Linked DNA regions of Mus musculus: all the other regions are linked to region 1. Evidence: chromatin contacts called from public HiCAR-type, HiChIP or PLAC-seq and promoter capture Hi-C data. All regions are on one chromosome and are shown on one strand. Each heading gives the region's core, a stretch centred on a gene start, on an enhancer-like site or on the middle of the called end of the contact. The rest is flanking DNA. Distances are from core to core; before and after follow the strand shown. Region 1 holds the start of Dubr (Dppa2 upstream binding RNA). Region 2 holds the start of Cip2a (cell proliferation regulating inhibitor of protein phosphatase 2A). Region 3 holds the start of Alcam (activated leukocyte cell adhesion molecule). Region 4 overlaps Myh15 (myosin, heavy chain 15). Region 5 has its middle 33 kb from the start of 1700026J12Rik. Region 6 holds the start of Cblb (Casitas B-lineage lymphoma b). Region 7 holds the start of Ift57 (intraflagellar transport 57).

Region 1 (2,695 bases), core at 111-2,610:
TTAAACGACCCAATTGCGTGAAACAGCATGCATAAACTCAAATACAGTGTGGAATGAAAGGAGCAGGGCACTGCAGACTATTGGATGGATAACTATTATGACAGAAAGAACAATTAGAATACTTAATGCTAAGGCAGTGTCTATATTTAGCATGAGTGTGCTTTCTTTGTTACGGACTGCGATGAAGGAGGCTTGTACTAGATTATATCATCTAGACTGTTGCCAGAGTATGTTTGTTTAAGTACTGAACTGCATTTGTAATCGGCATACTATTTTCTGTGCTGTTTTTCAACAAATGTTAAACAGCTTCAACAACCTAGTTGTTCAGTAAGTGGTCTTACCAAGTGAGCACTGAAAAAAAAAGAGGGTTAAAAGCATACATAAAGCTTTTCAAGTTGTTTTAAGTTTGTTGGGATTATGTAGAATTTCAACATTCTTCTATACACTTTTCAGTATGTTTTAAATGATCACACTGGACATATCACAGCAAAAGAGACATTATCAAAACACAATAGTTTACCTTTTTACACTAAGCCAATTTATCCAAAGTGTTGGACTTTACTAGCCACGGAAAGTGACCGATTCAGAATAAAAGACTAGCCGGTTTGGCTACTGTTCTAAGAGGTTCCTGGCGGTCTTGACTGGTAACCGGCCAGGGGAGGAGGCGCAAACAGGTACGTGGGATTCCTGGGCTGGTGTTCAGAACCAGGTGCAATCGAAGCCTGGGCATCCTTACAGAAACTGGATCCTTTCTGCAAGCACCAGAGACGCGGCGCCAGCTCCCAGAAAGTGAAGGATTTGCCTGCCATCGCAAATCTGCAAGCGTTTAAGGCCGGCGGCCGTGAGTGGGTGTTTCCTCCTCCTATGCAAGGTTGTGAAAGATGAGTACGTGACAGATTTCGCTCTTCCTGGGGGGCGGGGGTGGGGTGGTCACAGAACTGGTAACTCTCTAATTGGCGACTCTCCAGAGGAATCTTAAAGCACGTAAAGTTTTTTTCTTTTTACCTGGGCTGGCGTTGGCGGGTAAAGAGCGGGGTGTGGCCGGATGCCTTCCGCGGCTCAGGATGCCCTGAACGCTCAGGACGCTCGCACTCTTGGGGCGGAGTCCACTCTGTGTCAGGACACAGTCCCGTTGGGACAAGAGGAGACTCGCATCCCTTCAGCCGGCTTAGAGAAGCGGGAACTTCTTCGGACTCGAACAAGGTGCGATGCCACTCCGAGCAGCCTACGCGGAGCAGTTTCGCCTTTTTTCCATCGCCGGGATCTTCACCGTTCTGACAGGTCTGCCCGTTGCTTTGCAACTTTGCTAGAAGCGCGGCCTGGGTGCGGCTGACAGCTCTACGCACGCGCGGTGCCGGTCCACGTCCCGCCTACCTTAAGGCTCCTCCCACAGAGCAGGTCACGCCCACCGCTTAGCTTTGGCTGCTGGCTGAGCTGCGGCTAGGAACCAGTCGCCGCTGGTGCTGTGGGCGGAAGAACACACACTGGATTCTGAATTAGTTGTGAACAGTGTCTACCTTCCCCCAGAGATAACATCCATACTAGACCTGTGTAAGCGGCGAGATCCTGTGCTTCAACCTAGTTTCTCAGAATAAGCGATTTTTCTCCATCGGGGTTTCTCAAGCACCCGTGGTGGTAGAGATTCGGGCTAGGTGATCATACAATGTGTCCATAAGGTGAAGTGACTTAGTATTTTGCAGCATCCCCGATTTCTAGTCTCTGGGTGGCAGCTTCAATCTCCACCCCTCTTATCTCCCTGATTCTGAGCAACAAGAATATACTCGAATTCTGCTACGTATGTGCCCATATTTGACTACAGGCTTAAAATACAGCAGGGGTCAAGAAATGTAACAAGTTTAGTAACCTCTATCTGATAGAGTTAATATGATTTAATTTCCTCAGTTGTTCCAAAAAATATTCAATTTTTACTTTATCGTTTGTTGGTAGAATTTAAATCTAGGATTAAGTTGATTACATAACACATTTAGATGTCAATTATCGGTCTTCATTCCATTTAGTTCAGTTCTCCACCCCCTCTTTGCTGTTTTCTTGACATTGACTAGGATGGGTCTCCTCCCAGAGTATCCTTCACTCTCTCTATTTGACTGTTTCTGCATATTGGTAAGACTGGTGGAAATTTTACCTAGATGATTTTTCGGTTTTCAAATGACTGTCTACCTATTCTAACAAGATAACTTTATAAAATTCCTTTTCCTCTTTACTTCTAGGGATGTGAGATACCACCTATGTCAATTTCTACACTGTACATGAGTCCTGATCTATATAATTTTTCTTTTCCACATTGATTAGATATTGTCATATTCGAAATTTATCCTTTTTAATTGTAGTCTGTGCAGCGTATTGCAATGTCTGAAAGGGCTTAGGCCTGCCTCATTGCGGCTTGCTTTTACATTATTTTTTCCCATATAAACAATAGAATATAGCTTCATTAAAATACTTTTGGAGAAACGGAGAATAATTTGATGTGCTTTCCCATTGGAGAACGGAATTTATCTTTCCTTTTATTGAAAATCCAGTTCTGTGACATTCAACAAGACTTTCTAGTGTTTTCCATATAGGATGCTTACATGTCTTGCTTATAGCGTAGTCCCTTTTGCATCTGCACTGTAAAAGAGCCTCATCCTATCTCTTCTTCCTCATGAGTGCTTGTTGCCCCAAACGACGACCATAATTT
Region 2 (2,695 bases), core at 104-2,603, 1.7 Mb before region 1:
ATAGTCTACTCTTAGGTTTCACTTCATGAAAAGCCTAAAGCAGTAAAATGCAGAGACACAAAGAGAAAGGTGCAAAAATACTTGTCAGCAAACTGGCTGCTCTTCGTTTTAGTGATGACGCATTCCTCGTTTATGTAGTGAATTCCAACAGTACTTTCCTATTTGGACTATTATTAGATGGTTGCTTCTCCGCAGGCACCACGTCCTCATCTTTGTTCTGAGTGACAGTCAATCCCTAGCCCCGTTATACATGTTTGTTTAAAATGGAATGAATGAATGCATGAATGAATGCACTAGCTACAAACTCTCATGTGACTATCTCAACGGCACAATCTTTTTCCAGCCATCAGTTAGCTTTACTTTTATTTTCTTTTAATATGAACATAAATGACGTCTTTAAAAGGTACCAATACAAACGAGAAAAAAACAAAAAACAAAAAGGAACGTTCCCTGAATTCCCACAATTTCAGAAGAACTTAGTCAAATGGGCATTTACTCGATCCCACAACCTAGCTTAAGCTCCTGAACCAGTTGCTGACTCACTTCGTTATTAGATCCGTGCACATCATTACCTCCGATTAAAATAATAATAATAATAAAATTCTCAACGGTGCCTTTCTTTCTTTTTTTTTTTTTTTTTTTTTTTTTTTGACGCCACAGAAATGTGCAAAATAATCACGCCAGACAAGAACAGGCCCCTCAGCCTACAGACATCAAAGCTGACAAGAACGCGTCCGGGAGCGACTCCGGGATGCTCTCTCTCTATGGGGGGTTCTGACAAATCCTACCGTAAAGTTCCGGCTGCCTCATCACGGAACCCCGACCGCCACAGGTCTTAGCCTGCGCGAGTCGCCTGCGGCCACCAGGGACCAGGGCCGCAGAACCTGAGGCCCCTCTCCCGCCGCCTCCAAACCTACGCCCCCACCCCCAGCTTCGGCGGCTCCGAGTTCCTCACCGTGTCTAGACTAGGGGGGAGCGGCCGTGTCTCGGGCAGAGGCTGAGGCACGCACGGAAAGCCGAGCCCGCCGCGCCCAGGCCGAGGAAGGCCCGGGGACCGAGCCCGCGCGGCACGGAGACCCCCGTTCGCCCCAGAAGCCCTCCACAGAATGAGCCCGCACGAGCTCGTCTCGCGAGATTCCCGCGTGTTCGCGGACCTCCAGCCGAAACCTCGCGGCCTCTCCGCCAAAGGGGGACTGCGGCGGGGGTGGGAGGGGATGGCTCCCTGCCACCTTCCCGCAACCCCAGCGCCTGGAACCCAGGCCCACCCTGCCAATCACCGACTGCAGTCCCACCCGCTGCTCCCAGACTTCCGGAGTCCGACCGGAACAGGAAGCTGCCAGGCGCAAGAGGGGTGGGGCTTAAAAAAAATCAAAAAATGCGCGGCGACCGCTGAAGACAGAGGGTGGCTGGTGTCGGTGGTCGCTGACAGGCCGGCTCGTCGGCATGGATTCCACCGCCTGCTTGAAGTCCCTGCTCCTGAGCATCAGTCAGTACAAGGCCGTTAAGTCGGAGGCGAACGCCACTCAGCTGCTGAGGCACTTGGAGGTAAGGAGGTTCGGGGTGCGAGTGGGTGTCCCCTCCTTCGGTCCCCTCCTGTTTTCTTGTGGGGCCGGAAGATGGAGGTCTCGCCCTGGGCAGACCTGCAGCTGCTTCGCTGTCCTTGCACTGGCGACAGCGACTGGGTGTGCGCAACGAGTGGGTGCCAGGAGGGGATTGTGTACGGACCCAAACCAGGAGGCTTTGGGGTGTATGCGAGCGCAGTGTGTGTGTGTGTGTGTGTGTGTGTGTGTGTGTGTGTGTGTACGGACCCAAACCAGGAGGCTTTGGGGTGTATGCGAGCGCACTGTGTGTGTGTGTGTGTGTGTGTGTGTGTGTTCCGGATCTTTTTTTAAGGTGCTGTATTAGTCAGGGTTCTCTAGAGTCACAGAACTTATGGAGTATCCCTTTATATTAAGTGGATTTATTGTAAGGACTTAAAGTTTCGCTCCTACTAACCCAACAAGTGGGGAAGCTAGCTGTGACTGGGAAGTCCAGGAATCTAGTAGTTGCTCACTCCCTCAACACTAGTTGTTTTCGCTGGTCATCTGTGTAAGCGGGAATCCTGAAGAAGTAGGTTCCAACTGGAAAGTCAGTGTAAGCAGGCAAAGAAGAGTGAGAATTCCCTCTTCCATTGTCCTTATGTAGTCCTCCAGTAGGAGGTAGAGCCCAGATTAAAGGTATGAATCACCACACCTGGATTTGGAACTTGCAATCCCAGCTGGCCTTGAACTCAGGAGACTTGTCTCATTCCCCTGGGATTAAAGGTATGTACTACCTTGCCTGGGCCTACGCTTTTCATGGCCACTATGCCTCGAGATCTGGATCAAAAGCACATCGCCCCATGTCTGAAGCCTGTGTCTTCCAGCCTCAAGATCTGGGCAGATGTGCCCTCCATTTCTGGATTTAGTTCATTCCAGATGTAGCCTTAGTTGACAACTGGAATAGATATCACAAGTGCCTATTTTCTATGTCTGTTTTGTTTTCTTTGTTGAATATTGAGTGGCTTCATTCACCGAAGATAATCAGGGCAATTCATTCAGGTTGTATGTATAAACAGGACTCCTTTTTTTATGTGTAAGTATTTATGTAGATATTTATGTAAGTGTTCCACGGATCCAAAAATACATTTGGATTGTTTTCAGAACTGTGTGGAATT
Region 3 (2,695 bases), core at 53-2,552, 1.7 Mb after region 1:
AAACCTGACTGCTAACCCAGTCCACGCTGCGTGACTCGGCTGCCATCAACCCTACACTAGCTACCCACTAGACAATGCAGCTTCTATTTCAGTATTATTATTATTAAAAAAAAAAAGATAGTCAAAACCCTCCTTATCCCCTGCCATTCCTCCCAGGTCTTCACATTATGACCAAGAGGAAGTTACTTAGGGGATTTATCGTGACAAAGTGCCAGCAGTTATTTCACCTCAAAGCCCAGCGAAAGGAAACTGCTCTGAGTGCAGTGAATTGTACTTTGATACCAAGAGACTGGAGGGACGGTGCGGGGGAGAGAGTTCAGCAGATCTTGCCGGGGGGGGGGGGGTCCTGCACCCTCAAGCTAAGCCTCACCCAAAGTTCCTGGAGATGTGCTTAGTTTTCAATCTCGCTGCCCAAACCTGAGCAGACCAGTCAAGCCTAAAACGTGTGACACAGGTGACTGTTCCCAGGGACAGATCTGTGTCCCCCGCGCGCCTTTATGGCTCCCATACTTTGCTAAGCACACGCTAGAGCGCACAGCCCCAGGCCTCCCGGGGAACCGCCCCCGGTCCGCAACAACCACTACAGTGGGGCTGTTCAGAGGCCAAAAGCTTACCTGGTCTGAGGACCGCGGCGGAGATCAAGAGGCAGAAAACCAGACGGCAAGAAGGGGACACCTTAGATGCCATATTCCTCCTCCTAGAAGGCCACCGACAAAGTCCACGCCGCAGGAGGGGGCGTCGTCCCCGGGCCCACGGGGCCCGCTCGCTTGTGGGTCTCGCCTTAGGGGGACAGCGACTTTTTTCCAAGACACACGGTCCCCCGGGGACTGTGGCGCTGCGCCGTCGGGTCTGTGCCACACGCAACTTTCCTCCACGCGGAACCCGCAACTCCTCCCTCCCCCCCTCCACACCCTTCCTCAGTGTCTCTGGCAGCTACTCCCAGGACGGGCGACCCTCTTATTCCAGGAGACGCTTCAGTAGTCAGTCAAGGTAGACGCGGTTTCTTTTTGGATGCTGTCTTCTAGTAGTTTCTCTTCTTGCAAAGGAGAGGATAAGAAGAGTGATGAGAGTTGCACCGTGCACGGATCACCGGGAGCAGAGAAGGGTCGGCGGGGCAGCGCCGCGGGGTCCCGACGGTGGGTCTCCTCAGGTGGCAGCCGAGGCAGAGGCTGTAGCGGCGGCAGCTGGAGCAGTGGCGGCGGCCGCGGGCTCCGGCTGCTCTGAGTGGAGGACGGGAAGGCGTGTGTAAGCTGCCTGTCTCCTCCTCCCGCTCCTCCCGCTCCTCCTGCTCCTCCCGCTCCTCTCTCCCGCCCAGCTTCCTCGGCGGCAGCGCGGAGCAGGTGGTTGGAGCGCCGATCCGCAGCCTAGAGGCGCTGCAGGACCAAGTCGGAGACTGAGCAGAGCTGGCGGCCCCTGGTGGGAGAAGAGCCTGATGCCCCAGCCCCCGCGCTCTGGTGGGCGGGGCTGACATCGACTCCGCCTCCCACAGGACACGCTGGCCAATGAAGAGCGGGATCGAGAGTAGGGGGCGTGACGGGCTGGATTCGCCAGTGTCTGGCTCTTACCAGGGGATTCTCAGCGCCCCAAAGACATAGGATCTGAGATCTTTTGCTGTCCTCCCAGCCTGGCCACATAGCTGTCTTCTTGCACTCCGAAGCCCAGTCCACTGGCTCACTCCTTAGGGATTTTTCTTCTCGACGAGGGTACCGCCTTCACCTTCTGTAGAGTTGTTGGGGCGAAGAGCTCACCTTGGGTCCTCTTGGACTAGGACTGAGGAGGTGGAAAAGATGGAGATTCTCCACCCGGAGGCTCACGGAAACAGCTACTGGTGGTTGAGAGTAATTTCCCCCACTTTGAAGAGAAGGTTACTCCTTCTCGAATTCGCCGTTCTTCTGTTCCCCTAGTCCTGGCTGGCGTACACTTTATCAAAGCAAATCATTTAATCAACTATCCAGTACCGAAAAGCAGAAGAGATTTTTGTGCTCCCCCTTCGCCCCCATCTCCTTCCCGGTGAGAATTAGGACTCTAGACCATAACACACGTCGCCACACTGATTTTCAAAACGTTCTTTAAAGAAAAAAAAAGTCACGTTTACTTTTAATTAGGTGACGATTTGAAGTTACAAAACAAAATCCAGAGTTACTCAGATTAAAAACCTACGCCTCCTGGTCCTTTCCAGAAAGCCAGGCATCCAGCAGATGGACGGGGCTTCTCAGGCAATTTCAAAAGCTTGAACCACCTCCTAGGCGTAGCATCGGGAAGCCGTGTCGCTTTCAGTTCATGCAGAAAGCATAAAGGAATATTTTCCTCTAAAACACCAGGGTGGAGCTGTTGGGACCGTAAGTGGCTCTAACTCAAGATTGCAGGATCACAACTCTTAATGCCCTCAGCATAATAAAATCCTGGTCCCTGAACCACCTCGCAAGGGCATGAAATAGTCTTTGGTGCATCACAGGGTCACCCCCTGTGTGAAGCCAGTCTCCAGCAGGGAATGCTAACTAGCCTCACGGGACTTTGTCTTCAAAAGATTGGGAACCACCAGCTACTTGCAAGTGGATATGGGGGGTGTCTAAGTGTGCAGGCAGAAGCTTCGTACAGACACACACACACACACACACACACACACACACACACGAATGCGCAAGCGCACAGACAAACACAGACACGGATCTTTGAATCCCTTTCCTTTCGTGCT
Region 4 (2,695 bases), core at 102-2,601, 1.5 Mb before region 1:
CTAAAGCAAAGGAACTTGAGAAAAAGGTACAATCCCTTTGAAATGCTGTACAGCCTGTTGCTTCGGGCCTTGGGGGCATCACATGGATTAGTATAGCAAGGAATGTCTTGCTTTTCTCTTTAAATCTTTTTTTTTTAATAGCCAAACAAGCTCAAATAAAGTTCTTCCCCCACTTATTAAATTCTACGTGTCCAGGGAGTATGGAATTGATAAACGCTTGAAGTGGAAAAGCATTCTAGATTTATATTTTTTTAAGCCCTTCATGCCAGGCTAACTTGTAAGCTCTGAGCGTTGGACCTTTAACTTATTAGTGCAGAATACTGAGCAATTCACGGAGCAAAGGGGATTTCAAAAGTACAAAGGGACCTTGGAATTTGGAGTGAATTCTTTCCACAGTAGCCAAGCAAGTGAGTTTGAATTAGGTCAAACTGAAAACTAGGAGGAAGGTGGTCAGAAGTGAGCCAGGGGTTGGTACCAAATTCTGGAGTCCTGCTTTCTAGGTCCCAGGATTCAACTTCTGGCTCCTCCCTGAAGCACAGAAAGGTCTTTCCATGTCTCTGTCAGGAGGCCAGTGCTGTATACAGAAACTGGAAGAAACAACAATGAACTCAGCCATGGATGCTGGGCAGGGACATCTCTGCTTCCTCACTGAGAGTTTCCTTGAAACATGGTTTGTAAATGGCATCTGCCTTTAGGACAAGGGAATTAGAAGAAATTGGATAATAGAAGTAGCTACCTTTTCTACAAGGCCGGAAAAGCAGTGAGCACGGCTCCCAGCACCGGTGCTCCATTTGCTCTCAAAACTTGGTTCATGTTGAGCCTGCTCATTTCTGGTAAATGAATTACTGGTAGCCCCTCAAGGTACGCTGATAGGATTGCCAATCATAAATATCGACCTTGTCGAAGGAGGCTAAAAATTGGCTACATGGAAGACACTGAGATCTAAGTCTGAGAAGGCTGAATCATTGGTAGCTCTGGAAAGATCCCACTGCTGCCTGGACAGCAGTCTCAATCATAAGGGCCAGTTGGAGGGCTCTAGGGAAGTGGTTTGACTGGTGGCCTCGGCTGGAGAAGTGTCACCCCACTGTTTCAGGGTGTCCTGTGCAGAGCCTGCCCAGCAAGGCCATAGAAAGGATTTTCTTAGGGAGGGGCCTCCCCTGTGCTTCAATTCTCAACTTCGGGAGGTCATGGGGCCTTCAAACCCCACCCACATTTCACCTTGTCACAGCTGTTTTTTAAGAACGAATAAAACAAGTGAGTCAGAAATTGCTTCTGGCAGGAAATGAATAGGGAAACCTTGCTGGGCAGTGTGATGACTCACTGCTCCCGATTCACAGAAGAAGAGCCTAAAATCCTTCAACTGCCATAAATACAGGGAAAGTTTCCTGATGCACTCTATGTCTAGAACAAACCAGTGATATGATTGCAGCATCTTTTCCAGTGGGGGAGGGGAGGCAGAAATGGAGAGTGACAAAGTATGTCCTTGGGGTGAGTCACCTGAGCCTGCTCTCTGCTAGCAGGTAATTAATTGCCTGACCCCCTTGCCTCCCTTTGAAGCCCATGGAGAGCTGCTGAGACCTGTTTCCCTCTGGAAAGGGCTCACATGGGTTTGGGACATCCCTGGAATGTCAGAGCACACACAGACATACATTCTGTTTTCCAGGTTCGAGAAGAATAAGGAGTTTCTCTTCATTAAAAAAAAAAAAGACAACTGGAAGCAAGCCTTTAAGAAATAAGTATGTGGCAAGAATAGCAGGCTAAGGAGATGATGAAGAAAATGTTCTGATCCAAAGGACTATAACCACCTCTTGGATTAATGGATGGCTTTTTGATTCTCAGTGGCATGAGACATCTCTCTACTACAATTTCACACAAAAGACTTAACAGATGTAAGAATCAATTTTGATGTTAGAAGCAGGCACACTTCTCCTTTCCTCCATTTCTTCATGCATAGCACTCAGAGAAGAGCCCTTAGTATATGCTTCATGGAGTCTGGTCCATGATGAGGAAGGGATATTCAAGTTATCTAACTTTGCTTAACTGGTCCCTGTATTTGGTGACAATTGACAAAAATGTCTCTTAGCACTGTGGAGCAGGCATTGCCATAGTTAGGTGCTTTGAACTTGTAGGTAGACTATCCTAATCAAGAAACATGTAGGATCCACGCTTATGTGGACTATAACCTGAGATGGGTTGTACAGTTGTGGCCATGGAGCTAAGGAAGATGAGCATGTTCTAGAATTTCTTTCCTTGGATGGTTCTAGACTAAAGTTGGGAACAAGCAAAAAAATCTGTCACAGAGTGAGTAGTTAAAACCAGAGGAGTTTCTACTTTATGTGCATAAGGTCACTATAGAGCCCCAAGCAGTAGGACAGTTGAAAACTATTACTTCAGGCCCAAGGTAAGTTCTCAGTAACCAGCTACCTTGGACCTTTTCTTCCCACTTCCTGCCAGTCTCCTTCAACTTGGCAGGCATGAATAAAGTTCTAAGGCAAGCAGCACCAGCTTCACCTGGCCATGGCCTAGAGACTGGGCACGAGGACAGTTTGGAAACAGTCTGTCCCTTACAGGATTGTTCCATCCTCATTGAAGGCAAAGCCCCCCACCCATCCCTGTGTGACTCACTGCAGCCACTTGAGGCACAGCGGCCACAACTGTGTAAAGATGATGTCTGACAATAAATCCTGTTCTGTGT
Region 5 (2,695 bases), core at 146-2,645, 1.4 Mb before region 1:
AGGAAAGACCGGAGAATGAGAATTTGTGACTGGGCCTCTCAGACTTTCTCAATAGAATTTGACCAATGGAACGAGGCCCCCAGGTCAGTAGGATCTCTCAGCCAAAAAATAAAGAAAAGAAGCTCAGAAAAGGATTCTGTAACTCAGTTTCCTGGTACTTTCAGGGAAGGCTAAAGGCTCACACTGACTTAACCTGAAGGGGAAGAACGGATCCTAAATTAAAATCTCTAAACAAATGTTACTCTTCACTCCTTTTAAACATCCAGGCTGCATGCCCAACTTCAGCTAATTGGGAATTTGGAAGTCAGATTTACAGTGTGAGTTAGCATCAGGTTACTGTGTGTCTTAATTCCAAAATTATTCAGCAGTGCACCATAAAAACGGAATGCTGTTCTGGTACTCAGAGTTAGACAACATTAGACTTTAATGTGACCAATTATAATTCAAGCCAGTTATGTAGGACATTGTGTCTCCATCACAAACCAACCAGTCTTGGATCGGTTCCCAGTTTTCAGTCACTGGATTTCTTTGGCGCAATTGTATTTCCATGTAGTTAATTATAATTCATCAAATCAAATACAATAACAGAACAATCCCTGAGGTTAGAAGTGGCTATGCAGGGACATATCATGGGTAGTTAAGTAACTAAGACAACCTTGTGATAGCCATGCTGGGTAGATTAGAAAAATGGGGCCAAGTATTAGAGATAAATGAGTGATTCATTTAGTAGGATTGGCCTTACAAACAATTACTTAAAGTACTGCAATTCATATAATTTTTAATTAGCTTTTTTTTTTTTTTGGTCCATAATCCTTCCTTACAGAAATGAACTATCAGCCAAAAGGTGAAAGCAATACAAAGTTGCTTCTCCCCTGGGACTAAGAGACTGTGGAGTTCATGGCTTTGAACTCAGGCCAGATGAAAACAGTTCCATAATCAGCATTTATCCCAGAGCCTGGGGTTTATAGACACTGTATATTCCTTCATGGTCACAGCCCCTCTCTATATTTAGATCAGAGACTATTTCACCTTACTGAGGCATCAGTTTACTCAGCTGTCAAATGGGGATACATCAGTCATGCTGTCCATCATCCTCAAATGACACGAGAGCTAAGTGAGAAGATGAATTGAAAAAAAAAAAAAAAGAACCTCAATACCTTATAATGGTAGGTCTGGAATGAAAAACAGAAGACCAGAGTTTCAGGAAAGACGCTGGAGTCTTTTAAGGATTAAAAAGCAAACACATTCCTATTCTAACGTGAAACATAGATGCTTTGTTACATTAGAAGAAGCAGAATGTCTTCTACCTAAGATGACTCACTGCTGCTTGCTTGCTCCAGCAGAAGAACAAAACAGTTTTGAGGCATGGCTTTCAAGCACTGGCAAGATGCCTGTGCACTGGGAAGTGGTGATTCACATAATTGGAATGATCCTCAGTAGACAGAATGTGCAATCTCTGAGGTGTGTGCTGACTTGACCAGAAGCAAAAGGAAAAAGAAATGGAAAAGGGAAAAGGCAGCTTGCATGCCTACAAGACACCAAGAATCACTCCAAGAAAAACACCATGTGGTGGAGATTAAAAGACAAGGCTCGTTTCCTCCTGAGAGTCCACCGGCCAATCGTTGCCTTGCACAGTCCTGTGATGGTTAAGTTTCTTCCAATCAGTATTGAGCCAGGAGTGGAGGCTGAAATCACTGTTGCAGATGCCTAAGTCAACTATTTTAATAAACTGATTGAACCACTTGTAAAAACCACTTAACTAGTATAATACTAGCAAGCTTTTCCTATTATAAAATACCTAAGGTAATCAAAGCACACAGGAGGAGAGTGGGGTGTGTAATTGTCTAATGATTGCAAAGGTTTTAACGTGTAGTTACATGATACTATTTCACGGGACCACAGTACCTTTTTGTACCAATTTTGTGAACCCCCAAAGACCACTAAGGAGCCAACTCTTTATTGGAAACTCAAGCTTGGGCCACACTGCCTTCTCTAATGAAACAGAGCAGAAGGGGGAGCTCCGAGCGCTCAGCAAGACAATGTTTTATAGGAAACGGGAAGCAAGCAAGAGGGATTTCTAGCTGGGCACACATCGGATTGGGGGCTATTATGGGATTTTATTGCCCTTTAACATAATTCGCTGGTGCTAGGGAGCCAAACCATAAACTTAAAACTCCTGTTTCCCTCCTGATTGGTGGTTGTTAGGAAGTGGAGTGCCAGGGGCAGGCTTGGAACCTGGAAACTAGTGCTAGATGATGGCTTGTTGGGGAGTAACCTTGAAACTGGTGCTAGGTTCAGGCTTTTTAGTTAACTATAGTTCGATTTTAGGTCAGGTTCCCTAAGATGGAGTCTAGACCCAAGATCTGATCTCTCACTTCCAAGCAGAAGGAAGTTACAGGGAAGCTATGTTTGCTTCATGCTGTCCAATCAGTTAGGAGAGAGGAAACCTAGGCACTGGGCTCTTTATACAGTGGTTATCAACTTTTGGGTTGAGACCTCCCTTGCCAAACCTCTATCTATCTCCAAAACTATTTACATTACAATTCATAACAGTAGCAAAATTACAGTTATGAAGTAGTAACATGAATAATTTTATGGTTGGGGTGGATCAACCACAACATGAGTAATTGTATTAAAGGGTCCCAGAATTAAGAAGGTTGAGAAGTGTACGGTTCTCTTAATATGTCCTTCAAGG
Region 6 (2,695 bases), core at 118-2,617, 1.3 Mb after region 1:
GATTGCAGGACATTCTATGACCACTCAGGAGCCTTCACAGTAATAATTGTAGCACTAAAATACTTATTAGGGATTGGCAGAACCACTGAGACACATTTATCAGGATAGTTGGTTAGAAAATGCTTATATGTATGTATGTATGTATGTACATATGTATGCTTATGCATGTATGCACGTATGACATTTTTAAAAAGTGCAAAGTATTACACCCAGGAGCTCAAGGTGTGAGGTGTATCCATACTACCAATGACAGAGGAAATCACTCCCAGGTATGTAAACCTGGGGCAAATGGTACGAGCATGGTGAACCAAATAGAGAGAATCATGGAACTTGTCTAATGTGTGATTCTGATGACAGAAGGGCCCTGGCATTTCACTGTAAGCGTTACCAGACTGTTTTCTTTTACACGGCTATCAAGGACGGAGCCCAGAAAGAGACGAACACTGGAAGAGGATGGCAGAAACAGGGTTGTCATTAAAATGAAGATTCATCTACATAGAAGAAAAGTGACTCTGGCAAAAATCCAACAGCAGAGTTCTTTACTGGAATCCAGGGGAAAACTTGTTTGGAATATAAAGGTGTCAAACAGATTAGTAATCCCCATTGTGTGGAGTTTTTACTGTCCTGGGACGATTTACAGAGACTATTTAGCTGAGAGTTGTCAAGTATTTGCTTTCTCATCAGCCTGATGTTTGATCTGGAATCCTTCTAGAACTAATAGTAAAAGGGAAACATTTCAGAAATTTAGGAAGTTTTAGTTGGCACTCGGGTTTTACTCCTAGCCTACTCTATGTGAGGGTAACCTTCATCTTAGGAGCTATGGGACTGCTGCTCTTTATTTGACAGTCAACAAGAAACATGGTCTTGGACCTATTTGGCTGCTCTCCTGGGTAGCAGTTTGGCAGCCCTAGGGAGATGAATTTCTTAAGCCTGGGACCCGCCCAGAGCTGAAAAGCAGCACCACCCTGGCAGCCTCTACTCTGTTGCTATGAAACAAAGACTAGGAAGGTGAGTGAGGCAGGAAGTCCCGCCTTTTAGCCCCAGTTGGCTTAGACTCCCGCTCGGGGCGCTCACGCCCACCTGCGCACCCCTCATTGGTTAGCTCCCCGGCGCCTTGCTGCTACTTTTTCAGTTCCTTTCCTCGTTCCACTTTTGTTCCAGGCTAGCCTAGGTCCATTTCCCAACGAGTTCTTCTCCAAGTGGGACGCAGTGGAGTGGGCCTTCCTCTGGGGCCATTGTGTACCGTGGAGGACGTGGACTGGGGGGTAGCGCGGGAGGAGCGTCTCGTCCCGCCCATTGGCTCCGCCCGCTGTCTGGCAGAAAGCAGCCTCTCAGGATTGGTTCGAAGACTCAAGGCTCCGCCTTAGCTCCGCCCCACGCCTTGGTCTCCGGGGATGGCTCAGGGGTGGGGTGGCCAGTGAGTGGTCTCCTCCTCCGGCGGGCGCTGCGGCGGCCTCCCGAGTGTGGCGCGGGACTGCCGGGCGGGCGTGGAGCTTTTTGCACGGTAATTGCCGCGTCCCCGCGTCTCGGTGTTCCTAGATCTCGGTGGCTCCTTCCCCGGAGCGCTCTCCTAGGGCGATTCCACAGAGTCCCCACCCGAGCCACCCCAGCCAGGGCAGCGTGTGTGTGTGGAGTGGGACCCGCGATCACGCGTGGCTCGGGACGGCCGCGGTGACCCGAGTAGAGGAAGGAATGGGTCATCCCGGGGTTGGACGTCTCTTGCTGGCTCGGGGGCCCTGCAGCTGGGCGCGGGCCATCAGGGAGAGGGGACAGCCCTAGCTTCCAGCTGCTGTCGCCGCTGCGGGCCTGAGCCAAGTGGGGATTTAAACAGCAGTCCCTGGCTGGCCCGGGGCCCGGGAGGGAGCGGACTCTGGCTGATCGCCGCCGGTGGGAGGTGCGTGCTACTGGCGCTAGATCGGGCAGGCTGTGGGATTGGGAAGCCAGGACGGGGTCTAGGGCTACTTTATCTTTGCTGAGTTCCTCGTCTCTTTCCCAGACCCCTGAGTGGCGGGCTAGAGGCCCGAGCCTGGAAAGGGTACAGACGTTCTGAAACAAAGCTTTGGACCACTTGATACCGGGTAGGCAGAAGAGGGACCACCGGAGAAGTGAACTCCGCGGTGCGTGCCCGCCCTTGCCGGGTTCTCACCGCTTTTTAAGAAGGGGTTGCTTGTTGGTTTGTTTATTTGGCTCTAGGGAAAAACTACTCACCTCACTGCTTTAAAGAACTATTTGTGTGTCCGCAGCTGCTGGCTTTTGCGGGGGGGGGGGGTGTTGGGGGAATGGAGAGGGGACGCGCGCGCGCGGGGCGCGCGGGGGGGGTATCCAAGTCCTCCGCCTTTGTTGACAAGAGACGTGTCCCTTTTGCGTGTGTGGAGTACTTTGCATTTATGTAATAACTTGGCGAAATCAAACAGCGTGAAGGAGGCTACTGAAGTGAGGCTCCCAACGTGAATTTTAGGAGTTGCAGCTCTAGTATTTCGAATCTGGATTACAGCAGAAGGGGGGGGGGGGACGACATTGTGTTCTTACCTGTTAAAAGTTGTTTTGTTGATGATGTTGAGCTGTAGCTTCATAGAACACGGGCAGAGGATGCATCTTTAACTTTTAGTATTGTAAGAGCAAATCTTGTGTCATGGCTCCTAACTTGGAGGATGCCCTTACTCAGGGTTACTAAAAAGTTGAATCTGGGACCCTG
Region 7 (2,695 bases), core at 118-2,617, 1.0 Mb before region 1:
TTAAAAAAAGTTTACAGAAAAGCTGTCTGTCTCAAAGTAGTAGTTGAGGACTGATATAGAAGGTTGTCCTCTGACCTCCACCTGTGAGGCGTGCAATTACCCAGTTATCCTTGGATTTCTCATCTCCATTTTATTTTCTACATAAATCAGTAGTTTTATGTGTGTCTTTTATTTGATGAATAGCAATGTTTTTCATTTGGATACCTTTATTAGCATTAGAAACAAGGCTGATTAGAAAGAAAAACTCTTCCTTTTATCACAAGGATTTTTACAAATATGATTCAGATTTTAATTATGTCAAAAATATGATCCTGCTACATTATTTAGGGTGTGATATAAGCTGTTGATGACCCCTTAACAGGCACAGGGTTAATCAGACAAATGTTACACCTCTTGCTTCTGAGTTATCTTAAGAAGTAGCTAGGCAACTTCTCTTCGCTTCACTTCTTATCTTTAACTACAAGAAAGATTGCCTGATGCAGTACTTTATTGTAAGGATAAGTCACATCCCTGGTCAGTTATGTCTCCATGTGTTTTCTAGGTCAATACGTGCTGACATAATAGCAGAAATGTTCTTATCTAAATGTAAGTGCTACAATGCAGCACTTCCTTTCCAGATACTATATTTTGTGGGATTTCATTAGTACTCAAGAATTTAAATCTGCATGGGCTCGGAACAGATTGAGGCCAATGTGTGTGTGGTATAAATCTTTTCCCAAGCTGCCCTCTTCCAAGCAACCGCTTTCCTAATGGAGTGAGATAAGATCATTGTAAGACTTTAAGTCTTATTTAGAATATACTCGTAAGTCTAGCACTATCTAATAAGCAATTAAGTTAAGAAATAGACTAGCAGTCTTGCGGGTGGAATTTCTGAGGTAATGTGAACCTAAGGACAGCGAGTTTCACCACAACTTCCCACTTTGAGAAAATAAAACAAGAATCACTGAGCAAGCATAACCTCCAACACTCTGTTCTGCTTCGTTTCAGTCCTTTGAATTGCTACCTCGATGACCAGATGTCTGTTCATTCAGCAGCCCTGAGCAGAATACCAGATCCTGTGCTCCTCTTGGCTGTACTCAGCATGCAGCGCTAAATAGCTGGGGACCCTACGCCTTTAAGGCGCGCGGGAGAGGCGGAAGAGGTGGGGGACGATGCGCCACGCCCATAGGGCGGAGCTACCCCCTAGGCCAGGGACCAGCATGGCGTGACGTCACGTAAGAATCCAGCTTTGATTGGTGAAAATTTAGAGAGGCCGGCTGGGAGCGAAGGAGGCGGGTCTGGTTGCCGTGGTGACCGGCTGCCCTGCGGTTGCCTGGTAACGGTGGGGACTGTGCGGTCTGTGGGGTGCGGGCGGCGAAGGCTGCAGAGATCCTGGCCGGAGCCCAGCCGGGCGCTGGGGGTCTGAGCAGGGATGGCCGCCGCGGCCGCGGTGATCCCGCCGTCGGGCTTGGACGATGGGGTGTCTCGGGCTCGCGGGGAAGGCGCAGGGGAGGCTGTGGTGGAGCGCGGGCCAGGAGCGGCCTACCACATGTTCGTGGTGATGGAAGACTTAGTGGAGAAGCTGAAGCTGCTCCGCTACGAGGAGGAGCTACTCCGAAAGAGCAATCTGAAGCCCCCGTCCAGGTGCGTGCCTTGCCCCCAGCGCCGGGTGCTGGCTGGACCCCAGGGGGACGCTCCCCCTTAGGTGAGGCGAAGACCCCGCGCGGGGGTCCTTACATCCCTTCCTCTGGCTTCTGTGCTCAGGAAGGAAACTTCCGCACTGTGGAAGGTGTAGTTTTTCAGACTTGATCATTTTGTGGAGAAAGTAAACAAGTTTTGTAATGGCAGGGAGGACTGGGGAAGACAGTCTGCCCATTTTTCAAAACAGTCACGCACCGTCTACCAAACACAAATCTTGTTTTAAATATAATAAAATACCCAAAGTAGAAAGGGTAGAAAAACCTATCTCTAGCGATGAGCGCCCTTATCATTTAGATCTCTTTCTAGTTTATGTTTTCCTTTGCTAGACTTTGTAAACTAACAACTGTGAATACTTAGGACATTTCTGAGCAGCACTTGTTATGTAGTAAGTAAACTTGTGGGCTAATTACTATGGTTCAAACGACTTAGTGCTTTTGCAACAATACTCTTAGAAAATGGGAAGTGGAGAAGGCAAATGAAATAAGTGTTTGGAATGGCCCTCAATATAGGACCTAAAGTTCCCGCTTGCGGTAGTGGGGAAAGTTTGGAATATCCCCAAGGCAGAGCCTATAGTTGTCAAGAGTGATAGACAAAAGTCCCTCCTGTAATCATGGTAGCTTAGTGATAACTGTGTTCTATTGCTTTTTTTTCCCTCTAAATCCCGTGTTTGTTTTATTCTGTAAGAAGAAATTAAAGAGTTATTTATCGTACTTTCTTTTCCATCAATGGGACACATATCATTTCTCTTGGCAGTTTTAAGCTCTTACCCTCTTCCAGACAGGTCTGGAAGAATTCTTGTATAAAATCTGCCCACAATGCCAAGTTAGTCTGTAAAAGGAGAAAAATTAGAGAAGAAAGATCATCTTGATCCTGATCCATAATAGAAGTTTCTAGATTGGGATTATTATTTAAAATAAATTGGTCATAGTAATATAGATGGCCAACATTTTTGGTGGGGATAAAAGTGTTAAGTTTTTCAAATTTATCTGTCAAACAAAGGGAAAGTGGACTTACT

The links. Promoter capture Hi-C pulls out the DNA fragments that hold promoters and counts their contacts. HiCAR-type assays count read pairs that join an accessible place to other places. HiChIP or PLAC-seq counts read pairs in DNA pulled down with a chosen protein or histone mark. Capture Hi-C pulls out chosen DNA fragments and counts their contacts.
Region 2: an H3K27ac HiChIP or PLAC-seq map of embryonic stem cells shows a contact between it and region 1, with 12 times the contacts expected there. The contact joins the promoter of Cip2a here to the promoter of Dubr in region 1. A contact is called at or near these places in 14 of 39 promoter capture datasets (the 3T3-L1 cell line, 3T3-L1-derived adipocytes, the C10 cell line and 9 more), 7 of 484 Hi-C or Micro-C datasets (CD4 T cells, cardiomyocytes, centrocytes and 3 more), 8 of 115 datasets of contacts at active chromatin or transcription factors (astrocytes, embryonic forebrain, embryonic stem cells and 5 more) and 1 of 9 other capture datasets (liver).
Region 3: a promoter capture Hi-C map of liver shows a contact between it and region 1, with 3 times the contacts expected there. The contact joins the promoter of Alcam here to the promoter of Dubr in region 1. A contact is called at or near these places in 1 of 39 promoter capture datasets (pre-B cells), 1 of 484 Hi-C or Micro-C datasets (uterus) and 1 of 9 other capture datasets (liver).
Region 4: a HiCAR-type map of astrocytes shows a contact between it and region 1, with 5 times the contacts expected there. The contact joins the enhancer-like site here to the promoter of Dubr in region 1. A contact is called at or near these places in 10 of 39 promoter capture datasets (the 3T3-L1 cell line, the C10 cell line, the HPC-7 cell line and 7 more) and 4 of 115 datasets of contacts at active chromatin or transcription factors (acute myeloid leukemia, astrocytes, large pre-B cells and 1 more).
Region 5: an H3K4me3 HiChIP or PLAC-seq map of forebrain shows a contact between it and region 1, with 9 times the contacts expected there. The contact joins the enhancer-like site here to the promoter of Dubr in region 1. A contact is called at or near these places in 16 of 39 promoter capture datasets (the 3T3-L1 cell line, 3T3-L1-derived adipocytes, the C10 cell line and 11 more), 1 of 15 datasets of contacts at CTCF or cohesin (pro-B cells), 26 of 484 Hi-C or Micro-C datasets (the Ba/F3 cell line, the C2C12 cell line, CD4 T cells and 20 more), 6 of 115 datasets of contacts at active chromatin or transcription factors (astrocytes, embryonic stem cells, forebrain and 3 more) and 1 of 9 other capture datasets (embryonic stem cells).
Region 6: a promoter capture Hi-C map of pre-B cells shows a contact between it and region 1. The contact joins the promoter of Cblb here to the promoter of Dubr in region 1. A contact is called at or near these places in 1 of 39 promoter capture datasets (pre-B cells), 2 of 484 Hi-C or Micro-C datasets (both in uterus) and 1 of 115 datasets of contacts at active chromatin or transcription factors (astrocytes).
Region 7: a contact with region 1 is called in a promoter capture Hi-C map of pre-B cells, with 3 times the contacts expected there. The contact joins the promoter of Ift57 here to the promoter of Dubr in region 1. A contact is called at or near these places in 9 of 39 promoter capture datasets (the 3T3-L1 cell line, 3T3-L1-derived adipocytes, the C10 cell line and 3 more), 1 of 15 datasets of contacts at CTCF or cohesin (pro-B cells), 14 of 484 Hi-C or Micro-C datasets (CD4 T cells, CD8 T cells, LSK cells and 8 more), 5 of 115 datasets of contacts at active chromatin or transcription factors (astrocytes, fibro-adipogenic progenitors, large pre-B cells and 2 more) and 2 of 9 other capture datasets (adipose tissue and liver).

The regions. Positions count from the first base shown.
Region 1 is chr16:50,731,413-50,734,107 of GRCm38.p6, forward strand. It overlaps Dubr (Dppa2 upstream binding RNA), which reads right to left and starts at 1,361. Exons shown (of 2, transcript NR_028300.1): 1 at 1,006-1,361.
Region 2 is chr16:48,992,835-48,995,529 of GRCm38.p6, forward strand. Cip2a (cell proliferation regulating inhibitor of protein phosphatase 2A) reads left to right here and starts at 1,354. Exons shown (of 21, transcript NM_172616.2): 1 at 1,354-1,545. The coding sequence starts at 1,444. Dzip3 (DAZ interacting protein 3, zinc finger) reads right to left here and starts at 1,308. Exons shown (of 32, transcript NM_001110017.2): 1 at 956-1,308.
Region 3 is chr16:52,451,779-52,454,473 of GRCm38.p6, forward strand. Alcam (activated leukocyte cell adhesion molecule) reads right to left here and starts at 1,303. Exons shown (of 16, transcript NM_009655.3): 1 at 615-1,303. The coding sequence starts at 687.
Region 4 is chr16:49,196,865-49,199,559 of GRCm38.p6, forward strand. It overlaps Myh15 (myosin, heavy chain 15), which reads left to right. Exons shown (of 41, transcript NM_001166210.2): 40 at 1-26; 41 at 1,664-2,695. The coding sequence ends at 1,678. Among named protein-coding and RNA genes, the nearest start is that of 1700026J12Rik, 58 kb to the right of the region's middle. Within about 2 kb of position 1,352, at least 28 of the 459 cell types and tissues checked have an H3K27ac peak or open chromatin away from gene starts, as enhancers often do. A contact at or near this core is called in astrocytes, where this site is marked.
Region 5 is chr16:49,287,901-49,290,595 of GRCm38.p6, forward strand. No RefSeq gene overlaps it. Among named protein-coding and RNA genes, the nearest start is that of 1700026J12Rik, 33 kb to the left of the region's middle. Within about 2 kb of position 1,396, at least 83 of the 459 cell types and tissues checked have an H3K27ac peak or open chromatin away from gene starts, as enhancers often do. A contact at or near this core is called in the C2C12 cell line, adipose-derived mesenchymal stem cells, astrocytes and 6 more, where this site is marked.
Region 6 is chr16:52,030,182-52,032,876 of GRCm38.p6, forward strand. It overlaps Cblb (Casitas B-lineage lymphoma b), which reads left to right and starts at 1,368. Exons shown (of 18, transcript NM_001033238.1): 1 at 1,368-1,504.
Region 7 is chr16:49,697,927-49,700,621 of GRCm38.p6, forward strand. Ift57 (intraflagellar transport 57) reads left to right here and starts at 1,368. Exons shown (of 11, transcript NM_028680.3): 1 at 1,368-1,623. The coding sequence starts at 1,412.